Regions from separate parts of the Mus musculus genome. Here regions 2 and 3 are each linked to region 1. The links are chromatin contacts, called in public Hi-C and promoter capture Hi-C maps. All regions are on one chromosome and are shown on one strand. Each heading gives the region's core, a stretch centred on a gene start, on an enhancer-like site or on the middle of the called end of the contact. The rest is flanking DNA. Distances are from core to core; before and after follow the strand shown. Region 1 overlaps Frmd4a (FERM domain containing 4A). Region 2 overlaps Frmd4a (FERM domain containing 4A). Region 3 overlaps Frmd4a (FERM domain containing 4A).

Region 1 (3,878 bases), core at 514-3,013:
GAAGGGCCTCACTGCATGAACCAGAATCAAGGACCAAATATTGAGTTATACATTTCCTCTTCTGCTTCTCTCATGCACTCCCCAGACTTGGCCCCTGGGGGCGAGTAAGAAGGAAGATTCCGTCACTGGGCATCTGGGAAGCACAGTAAGGGTGTCCCCTTAGAGTAGGTACAATACCACCCCAATGGCTTGTCACTCACTGTGTCCCTGTCTCCCTCACCTCCTTCTGACCCATATACCTTCAGACTGATTCTGTCTCATGCCTTCAAGAACATGGCCAGCAGTAAATTCATGCACAAAGAAAATTATGAAGGGTAATTTTCCAGGGTTACATGGGCCAGCCTCGAGTTCAAGTCCAGACAATCTGAATCCAGAGAGCTCCCCAGAAGGGATCTGGGGTGAGTTGACACTGGAATGTCCCTTGATGCTGAAGCTACTGAGAAAGTATCCTTCATAGAGGAGTGGACCGCAAGAGTAAGCAGATCTTCAAATTACAGTGGCAATGCAGCCTAAAGATGTAGGCCTACAGTCCCGTCTACTCTAGAGGCTGAGGCAGGAGGATCACCTGGGTTAGAATCAGTGCAAGGCTAGCCTGGGCAACTTAGTGAGAGTCTGCCTCCACATTTAAAAGGCAGACAGAGGGCTGGGGAGGTGGCTCAGTGGCTGAGCACTTGCGTCGTGTGCATGAGGCCCTGTGTTCGTTCAGTCCCAGCAACATATACACATGCATAGAGTTTAATTTATGATAAACATGGATGTTTTCATGTATCTCGTGGTTGTCGAGCTAAAACCCCAATGTAACATAACTGCTGTCCTGTGTTCTCTCTATGATATTCACTGTGGGGCCACTTCCATTTCTCGGTCTCTTTATTTTATATTTTCTATATATTAAGGGCCTTCCTTCCCTGTTTGTTTTCTTACCCATCCCCCCATATCTGTTCCTGGAATCTGAACTTGAACTCTTTGTTTCATATGTCTGATTGGTTGGCCCTATTTACTTAGGTATTTGTGTGTTCACATATTTATTTATTACTGGGGATGCAAATCTAATTTTGATGCTGAGGTGTGGGTCACTGATAGAACGTTTGTCTAGCATGCTTGAGTCCATGTGTTCTATCACCTGCATGACTCAAGGGAAGGGAGGGAGGGAGGAGTGGAGGGAAGGAGGGAGAGAGGGGAGATGAAGGAGGAAGGGCCTATGGGGCCCGTAACACCCCCAGAGCAGAGGGAGAGAGGGGAGATGAAGGAGGAAGGACCTATGGGGCCCGTAACACCCCCAGAGCAGCAGAGTACTGGAAGAACTGGTGGAGATGGATATGCCACTAGGGGGCAGAAAAGACTCAGACCCCTGCCCCCTGTGCTTGTGAGATCTATCTCTACTAAAGTTACTTGGGGGTGGGGGCAGAGATTGTCATAGCTAAAAGCAAAGTTTCTGAAAGTCATTACCCTAGGCTGCTATGGTAAGCAGTGTTTTCTATGTATGAAGGAGTCACTTGGGATCTTGTCAAACACAGATTTCTCACAGGTTCCCAAGTAGGCTGGGGATTACAGACGATGCTTTAAAGTGGTCAAGGTCTCAAATATCACACATAAATCATTGTTCTCTCTCTCTCTCTCTCTTTCTCTCTCTCTCTCTCTCTCTCTCTCTCTCCATCAACTATCAATAATTATCTTTACTATGACTAGCTTATATGACCATTCAGGATGAGATCAGTAGCAACTGTGTAACTCACCCCATGACAAATAAAATCCACGATGCTGGTTGGTGGTCATAGGTAACCAGAAGGGACTCAGCACACTGAGGTGGCCCTTTCTGAAATGCATTACTTCCTTGGATACTGTGGACACTTAAGAGTGTTCCCTCCCTCTCTAGTGCCCACCAAGGTCTAGGAGACATTCCTATGAGCCAAAGTAGGAGGGAACCATACAGACCTAAACCATCTAAAGCCCAGAAAACTCCGGAATTTTCAAAAGCAATCGTGGATCTTTCCAGATTCTGTCTAATCTTACAGAAGTCCTCAACACAGATTAGAAGCAGACTGTGCTTGCATATATTCATCTCCTCTGTATATTGAACAAATACCAAATAAGTAGGCTTGAGACTACACATTAGCAAGCTGTCACGTTAGCTCCTAACTGCGTGCATGCATGCGTGCTTGTATGCTTGTGTGTATGTGTGAATGTGCATGTGTGCCTCTGTGTGTGTGTACACGTCTTAGCATGTGCACAGAATTCAGATGGACATTGGTTGTTCTGCTTTGTGAGGCTCCCCTTTATTCCCTAAGATGGTCTCTCCCTGAGACTGAAGCTCTCCATTTCAACTGAGCTGGCTGGATTCATGGCTGGCTGAGATTTCGTGGTCTCTGTCCTCCAACTCTCAATTGGAGACACTCAGATCCCCGCTTCTATGCGTGTGCTGGGAATTTGTCTGAACGCAGGTCCTTATGCATACACGGCAAGCACTCTTACCCTCTGAGACATTTCCATAGTCTTTCCATATCATTTTTTTATCCTGTCCCCAATATACTTGTTTTTGTTGCATGGAGAGGAGGGGAAGGGAAGCCCTAAGTGTTTGTTTTGCAGTCACAGATGACAGTAAGTCCTCTTGCTTTAGGGTGTAATTCTTTTTTCCTCTTTCCTTACAGCTGTGACCTAGTTAATTGTAGGTGGGAATCAAACGCCCAAATCATCAGGCTTTTGGCTTGGCTTAGGATCTTGCTGTTAAGTGGTAGGATGTCCTCCTTAATGACAGGAAGTCGGGTCCCCTGATCAGCAACATTTGTGTTCTTTGAGCTCAGAGATAAAGAACTGGGTGTATAAGGCTGTGGTTTCCTTGTGGTCAGGGACAAGAGTCAAGGGATAGATGAGTCTGTGACCCATGGATGAATCACTCCTGCCAAAACAGTTGAAATGTTCATCTCAGTGTTCTGGCCTGGAGTCCTCCAGTCCATGTGGACAAAGGAGAGAATGACTCACTCACTGTCCTTTTATGGCTTCATTGCTAATGTTGAGCATCCTATAGACCAGAATATGATATCATTAAGAAGCCACTTTAGCCGGGCGGTGGTGGCACATGCCTTTAATCTCAGCACTTGGGAGGCAGAGACAGGCAGATTTCTGAGTTCGAGGCCAGCCTGGTCTACAAAGTGAGTTCCAGGACAGCCAGGGCTACACAGAGAAACCCTGTCTCGAAAAACCCCCAAAAAAAGTGAGTGACGACTGTAAAGGCAGGAATGTAACACAAATAAGCCAGGTGTGCTGGCACATGCCTTTAGTTCCAGCACCTAGGAGAGAGGCAGGTATCTGTGAGTTTGAAGCCAGCCTGGTCCACAAAATGAGTTCCAGGACAGCCAGGGCTACACAGAGAAACCCTGTCTCGAAAAAAAGAAGAAGAAGGAAGAGGAAGAAGAAGAAGAAGAAGAAGAAGAAGAAGAAGAAGAAGAAGAAGAAGAAGAAGAAGAAGAAGAAGAAGAAGAGGAGGAGGAGGAGGAGGAGGAGGAGGAGGAGGAGGAGGAGGAGGAGGAGGAGGAGGAGGAGGAGGAGGAGGAGCCTTTAGGGCTGAGGATGTTGAGTGCTCATTTAGCATTCGTGGAGCTGCAGGCTCTGCCTATCCTTGCATGATTTAGTCATGGTGGTATATACATATAATCCAAGTTCATCTTCAGTTACATATAGATTTTGAGGTCGGCCTGGGCTACATGAGATCCTGTCTCAAATAAAAACAAACAAACAAAGGAGGAATTGTTGAATAGTTCAGTTGGTAAAGATTTGTCCTGCAAACATGAGGACCTGAGTTTGGCTCCCAGAGCCTATGTAAAATCAGCTAAGCATGGTGGTATACTCCTATAATCTTATCAATGGTTAGATGGTAGCAGCCA
Region 2 (3,878 bases), core at 873-3,372, 240 kb after region 1:
GCTCTTAATGTCTATTATTTTGTTTTATTTTTGTTGTTGTTATTTGCTTATTGTTGTTGTTGTAATGAATCCAAGAGAATGGTATTGAGTTGTTTTGAATTTGCAATGCCAGCTCTGACCTATATATGCACAGAATATATGACTATCTCATTTTAGAGATTCGAATTTAAAAGGCTTTGCACGTTCAGGGCCAGAAGGGAGAACCTTTGACTGCCAGGCCAAGGTTATCTTGTTGTTGTCTTTGTGTTGGCTAGGTTTTTGTCAACGTGGACATAAGCTAGACTCATCTGTCAATAGGGAACTTCAGCAAAGTAAATGCCTCTGTAAGACGAGCCTGCAAGGTAGCCTGCCTGTGAGGCGTTTCCTTCATCAGTGATGGATGGTGAAGAGCCAGGCTCATTATGGGCAGTGCTATCCCTGGGAAAGTGATCCTGTTTGTGGGGAGGCAGTGGGGAGCTAGTAGGCAGCATTCTTCCATGGCTCCTACTTCAGTCCCTGCTGCAAGATTCCTGCTTTGAGTTCCTACCCTGAATTCCTTTGATGATGGAGTGACCTGAGAGTTGGCAATGGAAGCTGGCCTTCATTGTCCACGGCGATTAGTTAGTTCCAGAGCCTTGGGTTAGTAAACCCCTTACATAAAATAATGCAGTATTTGCCTATGACCCATTATGATTGTCTCTATACTTTCACTTCTTTCAGTTCTAGAAGCAGGGTTTCACTGTTTAACTGAGCCTGGCCTGGGACTCTCTACACTGTGCATCCTAATCTGGATTCAAACTGCCAACAATCTTCTGCCTCAGCCCTTTGAGTACTAGGATTATAGATGGAAGCCAACATGTTCAGGTTCCCAAATACTTTAACTCATGTCTATCAGGTTTGTAGTGCTTAATTCAGTAGAAATGCTATGGAAGTAGTTATGGTATGATATCCATTTGGGAATAGTGACAAGATTTAAAATAACAAAAACAAAAAACAAAAAAACAGTGTTCAGTCCATATAATTTTTTTCAAATATTTTCAACCCCTGGGCGGAAGGACGAGCAGACGCATACACTGTGGGGTGAAGGGATAGCTGTAGAAATACATGCTGGGGGCTGGTGAGATGGCTCAGTGGTTAAGAGCATCAACTGCTCTTCCAAAGGTCCCGAGTTCAGATCCCAGCAACCACATGTGGCTCACAACCATCTGTAACAAAAATCTGATGCCCTCTTCTGGAGTGTCTGAAGACAGCTACAGTGTACACACATATAATAAATAAATAAGTCTTAAAAAAAATACACGCTGGGTGTCGTGTTCTTCCTCTTGCCCAGGAGCATAGCCAGTACCAAGCAGACATCCACAAATGCCAGTGGATAAAAGAGCTTAGATTAGATGGAGATCTGTGGTCGACCACAATACCTCTGCCTCTCTTTTCTTTATAAATAGAGTAAACCATATTGGACGCCTACAAAAGTATTTGTGTCCATATTTAAAATGGACACAAAGTCCCAACTCTTCTTCCTCATTCGGATGCCTGCTTCTGTCTTCTCCCATACATTCCCGGGATGCACGAGACCAAGTCCCCTGCATGCACGACATTGGGAATTTTCTGTGGCACCTCTATTTGATGCCTCATTTTTTTAATGTCCTGATAGAAAGATAAACGCAGGGAGTCATGTGTGATGGTGTCTCAGGAAAGAGCAGAAGTGAAATTAGGAAGTGGGGTTTGTTTTTGTTTTTTATTTTGTTGTTTTGTTTTTGTCTTTCTGTCTTGTTCTGTGCTTGGGGACCATTACTATATGTGTCCTCCTCTTTGAGAACTTGGGCGTGTTTGGAATGTACGCAACATCATGTGCCATCAGATGGCCAAAGCTAGTCTCTCTAGGATCTGAAGCATCATTGTTCTTGCTCTTCACTGGGGCTTTGTGGCACAATAGAAAAAGACCAGGACAAGAAGTCACAAGCCAGGTCCCAACATCAATCACATACTTAACCTCTGGCGGCTCTGAGTCTCTGCCCACCAGAGCAACTTCATCTGGGAAAGGAGGACGCGATCCAGATGGCTGATTGGATTCTGTATAATGGTCCCTCTGGATGAAGCAGGAAGTTACTCACAGGGAGGTCATTTAGGGGCTCTATGACTCAGCCTCGGGGACAGGAGGAAGACAAGGCTCCCTAAAGTCCTGGTGGAGAATCAGAGCCATTAGGCTGGGCTTCCTCTCAAGTCGTTATTTCTACACCATCCTGACAGCCTGCCGCCTACTCCACATGCCAGCCCACAATGCTTCACAAGTGCTGGCTGGAGAGGAAGTCCAGTGGAGCCGAGGCCTCGTCCTCAGCCATGCACAGGATGTGTGAATCTAGTGGACTAATTGGAGCCAGGGTCTGGGAGGCCCCTGCTCATTAAGGATTTATAGAGCACCTTGTCATATTCAGGGCCCAAAGACAATAGTTATTAGCCACTTTTGTTTGCTCTCCATGGATAAATGTTTCCCTTCTTGGTTTTATACATGAGGGCACTTGGGACCAGAATGAGACAGTAGAGGACCTGTGACCCTAGGAAGCCTAGGTCAAAGGCTGAGAGCCCTTATCTGGGACCATTGGGGTTCCAATGATGGTAGCAAACACTGGTTTAGTAAAACCCCTTCCTGATGGTTCCTCTAAGCCATCTTTAGAAACCTCTTAACTCGTACAATTACCACAATCCTTATTATCAGAGACAGGGACTTGATAGTATCTGAGGCTGATCCTCTTGCCTCAGCCTTCTGAGTGATGGGCTCACAAGCAAGAGCCACCATGCTAGGTTAACGCTTTTATTTCCTACGCAAGCTCCAGTCATAACTAAGGCTATTGTTATATCCCCACGTCCATTCATAACTAAGACTATTGTCGTCTCTTAGTCTCTGACTGAGGCTGCTGAGTGTTGAGGCAGGTGCTCTGTAGAGCCTGGATGAAGGTAGATCTACAAGAAAGGAGGACACATGTATTATTCGTATTATTATTATATTTATAGTGTGAAAGCAAAGCAGAGTGATCATGTCTGGGAGAACAAGCCTGGCTGGAAGCCCCTTTCTCACAGCCGCCGCCTGGTTGCTCCTTTGTGAGAAAGCACTCCACTTGTAAAGTTAACCACGCATCAGTGAGTGAGAGCTGTTCTCGCTAATTGGCGGGGTCCCGGGAACGCAGCATAATTAGCAGCTGGAGTAATGGACCAGGTGCCTTGGACTTCTATTTCTGGTTCCTTCGGAAACCAGTTGTGTGGCCCGAGGCAGTTTCCCCTCACTTCTTGTGTGCCTTGTTTCTTTTCCTTCACCCTCAAGAAAATTTGCAGTTTTTCTTCACAAAGGGCAGGGAGGGGGCTGCTCAGTGAGCAAGGAAACAAAAGTGTCTGTGGGGATTTGTGGAGATGCATAGCCAAAATGCCCTGATTTAACAGGTATTGATCAGTAGAAACTCTGATTATTGATAGGACCACATAGTTGAGTTTATAATTAGATTGTTGGGCATAGAAGTAGCTGAAGTCTTTAGGGAGCTAGCCCAGTCATTGCCACGACTGTCTGGTGTGTCTTTATGACACATCCCAAATCATAGTGCCAGGGATGGGTTGTCGTCTCTGCAAACCAGGGCATGGGGGCTCCTCCTGAGCAGCCCCCAGGGATGGTGCAGTACCAGCAGAGTGAGAGCTCATCCCCCGATATTTACAGGAAAACAGGAAACTGGACATCTCCCCTTTGCCTCTCTCCATATTGTCGGTTTTTATTGGTCTGTTTGGTTGCTTTTGTTTTGTTTTGTTTTGGATTTTTGGTTTTGGTTGGTTGGTTCGTTTTGCAATGCCAGCCTTAAAACTGAGTGTCCAGCAGCCAGGGGCTTTAACGTCATATGAACAAAAATGCCCCAGAC
Region 3 (3,878 bases), core at 360-2,859, 140 kb after region 1:
CTGGCTAAGTCTGGCTAGCTAGTTCCCTCCAGGGCTTTTCCGTCTTGGCCTCTCATGCACTGTGGGATACAGGCGTGGCAGCACAACCACCCAGCTTTTAAGTAGATGCTCAACATCTGAACTCCGGTCCTCATGCTTGCAAAGCAAGTACTTTACACACTGAACCCCACAAGAAATAGATTTTACCCAAGCACAAGGAGATTGCTGAAATCGGGCCAAAGCCACTAATGTAAATATCTGACACCAGGTCTCACCAATCAGTGTTGTGATTGTCTACAAGCTTGCTTCAAGATGTGCTATGGTATGCAGTCTTCCGTCATCTGCTAGGCCCCTTTAGCATATCGGAACGCAGCAGGAAGTTTCGGTTGCCTTTTATATAGTTGGGGAATGGCGTGTGGGGGGGGTCATTTTCACAAAACTTTTTCAGGAGTAAATATTTGTTCAGTCTTAAATTGGCCCTCCCTTCCTAGGCTCCCGGGATCCAGTACTTGTGGACTTTTTCATTATCCTCCTGCCCTGGTGAGAATGCATTCTTACTTGTATTGAAAGTGACATCAGCAGCAGAGCAGAATGCATCTCCCCAGTGCAGGCAGCAGATACCTGCCAGCAAGCAGCAAGAGCTACCCACAGGGAAGAGCCACAGGAGGGCACTTGGGGACCTTCCAAATTAAAATGCTGATAAACATGGAAAAGCCATGCAGAGTCTCCAGGCATATTGCTGGAGCTAGAGAGAGTCTGTCTCTGTGTCTCTGTCTCTCTGTGTGTATCTTTCTATCTGTGTCTGTCTCTGTCTCTCTGTGTCTGTGTCTATGTCTCCCTCCCTCCTTCCCTCCCTCCCTCCTTCCCTCCCTCCCTCCCTCCCTCCCTCCCTCCCTCCCTCCTTCTCTCCATCTCCCTAGCCTATGAGCATAATTTTAGTTCTACAGAAGCAGTAGGCAGTGTGATAATGTGTTTCTACAGTGGATGGGGCAGATATTCTACAGATTACAGGCGAGGGGTGGGTGCTATTTAGGGCCAGGCTACAGGAGGATGTTCTGGTCCAAAGGAAGCTGTCTGCTTTCTGTTCTCCTTACTGTCGGGATTTCCAGCAGAGGATGACAGTTCATGAAAAGAGGACTTAGGCTGTGATAGATAAGTCCTTTGTCAGAGCAATAAGGGGCTGAGGGATCTTACAGGGATTCAGTCTCTGGTTGAAGAAGAAAGATGAGGCCATTTTTACTGATGACCTAGTAGGTGGCCATTTATTGTCCCTAAAACTTTAAGAGGTAAATATTGGTGTTCCAATGTCTAGTAACCAATCAGCATAAACTTCACAGTTGGGTTTTGGAGCCCCGTGGTCTGGATCACACGTAGCCCAGGTTTATTTGTTTGTTTGTTTGTTTAAGGAAAGTTGTTGTTGTTGTTGTTTTAAGAGGATTCACTCCTATATTATTTATAGTCCCCCTCCAAACCTCTACTTCTCACCAGCAGTATACTGCAAGGCAAGTGTCTCTTATCAAAATGGTAGCAATAAAGCCACAATCTCTGGACACTAGCCATATGCTAGGCAAAGGACACCAAGTACACAGAGACCCTTCCGTCCATTAGGAGGCAGTGTAGCAAAAACAATTTCCCCTTTATTCTTCATCTCCACGCCTTTGCAACGTACACCCTCTAATAACCCTTAACTCCTGGACACTTCTAGCTGTCATAACATATGACAGTGACCATGCAAACACCTTGGCCTCGTCAAAGACTTCCACATGTGCCATGGAGAACCAATTTCAAGACTCCAGTTTCAGTGGCTGTTCCCTGATTCTGGGACAATGCCCTCTTCTACAATTCCCTGTGAATAAAGCAAATGGAATAATTATCAGAGCTTCGGGGTAAAAGCCGGAGCTTGGACAGCCCCGAGAGACTAGATGTGGCTCTCCCAGCCCAATATGCCAATTAAAGAGATTAGTGATGGTGAAAAGCAGAGAAAGAGGCTTAATCAATCAATCTCTCTCTTCTAAGTCTGCAGAGAGGACCTGAGAGAAGAGTACAGTTACCCTAAGTCTATCTGTGGGGTACTGACATGAGCCTTGGATTTAAATAGAGGGGGAAATGGGGCAGGGGAAATAGGAAAGTATAATGTAGCAGTCCTGGTGCAGAATGGTTTAGCTAATCACAGCCTCGGTTCTGGTCCATAAGGTGGTCTCATGCTGATACTCAGTTGTATGCTCATGCTCCGAGACGCAGCCATGTTATCATGAACAACCGCCCTCATACGTGTCATGGTCCCTCCTGAGAGGCCTGGCTGTTCCTAGAAATTAAGGTGTGGAATGAATTGGAGATTTGCAGGTGCCTCATAGAGATGCAGAACCTAACTTTCTAGTAATCTGATAGAAAAATGTCTCTGCTTCTCTGGTATCTGTGTCATTGGCCTGGGTGGGAGGCAGATAGGTTCTGGACACACAAGGATTAATAAGCCTATGTCCACAGGTGAACAAGTGGCCCAAAGTAAAGGAGCCATGCAAAGTGAAGGGAGAAAGTCCAGGTTTGTGCCAAGCAAGGAGCGAGTCCTTTTCTGCAAAAGCAGCTTCTAATGCCTGTTAGATTATAATTCAGTGTGCAATATCATGAGGACTTCCAGTTTGAATGACTCCTGGTGGCCACTGGCTACTGGCCCAGGAGAAGTGCAATAATCCTCTAATATGTTCTTTGGTCTTAGAGGGCTTAACTTCATCTTCCAGGGAACATAAAGATGTGAGCAGGTTTACATCCAAAGAAGACATCTGTATTCTGTATTCTTCATAGCACAAGATAAGGGTAGCATCAAATATGCAGAGCAATGTGTGTGTGTGTGTGTGTGTGTATGTGCAGGCATGTGCATGCTTTTATGTGCATGTGTGTTATGTATGTGTGTGCTTATATGTGCATGTGTATGTTAGGTATGTGTGTTACATGTGTGTGTACATATCTGGTATATGAAGGTCTATTTGCACATGTGTAAGCTCCATAGATCTTTTTTTCTCCACTTTCCCAGTACTAGGATCACAGAAACATATCATCACACCATTTTGTATATGCGCTAAGGTTCCATCTCAGGTTTCCATATTTAACTGGCGTTTTACCAACAGAGCCATCTCCCAAACCCAGGCATCTTAAAAAAGCAAACAAAAAAACAGAAAACAATTAGTTAGTTAGTATTTGTATGTGAACCTGTGTAAGTTTACTGTCCTGCCCACAGAGGCCAGGGAGTATCAGAGTCACCTCGTGTAGATGCTGGGAACCAAATCCAGGTCCTCTGGGAAAGCAGTAAGCTCTCTTAACCACTGAGCCATCTTGATAACCCCCTTCCCCACCCCCACACATCTTTTAAAGAGGAAAAGTAGAAGCAGTGGATGAGATAGTGGCAGAAGATGAAGCTTGAACTGCCAAGGTTAAACTCAGTTCAGCATCTCCATAGTCACTAGAAATACTTCCCAATTCAGCCATAAACTTGAGAGACCTTTGTGACGCAGCTGGAAGAGCCTGTGTTCCTCCCACCAAAGCAAATCTATTGTTCATTAACAGTCCTGTGACATCACCCTAAGCAGGATGGAGTCTGGGGGGTGGCTGTGTGAATACAGAGGCAGGAGGGATGCCCTAATGAACACCTGCCTGCCTTCCAGAGCCCCTGGGGGGATCCTGTGTAAAGCAGGCTCCCCAGCGGGTCAGGGTAGCTCTTGGAGTTTATAGAGGAGCAATCATCATGTCTGTCTGTCTGTCAAAGCCTTCATTGGGCACCATTCAAGTCCATGAGGAAGAAAGAGTTCCTCCCACACTCAGAGTGGGCTTGACTGTTCTGGTGCCTCACTCAGACCAGGTTGTATTTGAGAACTTGGATGAGACCATATGGAAATAAAAGGAAGCGA

What was found. A called contact is a pair of places that touch in the nucleus more often than the background predicts. Capture Hi-C pulls out chosen DNA fragments and counts their contacts.
Region 2: a contact with region 1 is called in a promoter capture Hi-C map of adipose tissue. The contact joins two enhancer-like sites. A contact is called at or near these places in 2 of 484 Hi-C or Micro-C datasets (the N1E-115 cell line and uterus), 2 of 115 datasets of contacts at active chromatin or transcription factors (embryonic limb bud and pancreatic cancer cells) and 1 of 9 other capture datasets (adipose tissue).
Region 3: a Hi-C map of the N1E-115 cell line shows a contact between it and region 1, with 3 times the contacts expected there. The contact joins two enhancer-like sites. A contact is called at or near these places in 6 of 484 Hi-C or Micro-C datasets (the C2C12 cell line, the HL-1 cell line, MC3T3-E1-derived osteoblasts and 3 more), 7 of 115 datasets of contacts at active chromatin or transcription factors (the NIH/3T3 cell line, craniofacial prominence, embryonic limb bud and 3 more) and 2 of 9 other capture datasets (adipose tissue and pancreatic islet).

Annotation. Positions count from the first base shown.
Region 1 is chr2:4,315,463-4,319,340 of GRCm38.p6, forward strand. The region is part of intron 1 of Frmd4a (FERM domain containing 4A); the gene reads left to right. Among named protein-coding and RNA genes, the nearest start is that of Gm23691, 64 kb to the right of the region's middle. Within about 2 kb of position 1,764, at least 66 of the 459 cell types and tissues checked have an H3K27ac peak or open chromatin away from gene starts, as enhancers often do. A contact at or near this core is called in the N1E-115 cell line, adipose tissue and microglia, where this site is marked.
Region 2 is chr2:4,553,234-4,557,111 of GRCm38.p6, forward strand. The region is part of intron 11 of Frmd4a (FERM domain containing 4A); the gene reads left to right. Among named protein-coding and RNA genes, the nearest start is that of Gm13179, 39 kb to the right of the region's middle. RefSeq lists an enhancer at 2,911-3,878. Within about 2 kb of position 2,123, at least 88 of the 459 cell types and tissues checked have an H3K27ac peak or open chromatin away from gene starts, as enhancers often do. A contact at or near this core is called in the N1E-115 cell line and adipose tissue, where this site is marked.
Region 3 is chr2:4,456,837-4,460,714 of GRCm38.p6, forward strand. The region is part of intron 2 of Frmd4a (FERM domain containing 4A); the gene reads left to right. Among named protein-coding and RNA genes, the nearest start is that of Gm39751, 55 kb to the right of the region's middle. Within about 2 kb of position 1,610, at least 5 of the 459 cell types and tissues checked have an H3K27ac peak or open chromatin away from gene starts, as enhancers often do. A contact at or near this core is called in the N1E-115 cell line and microglia, where this site is marked.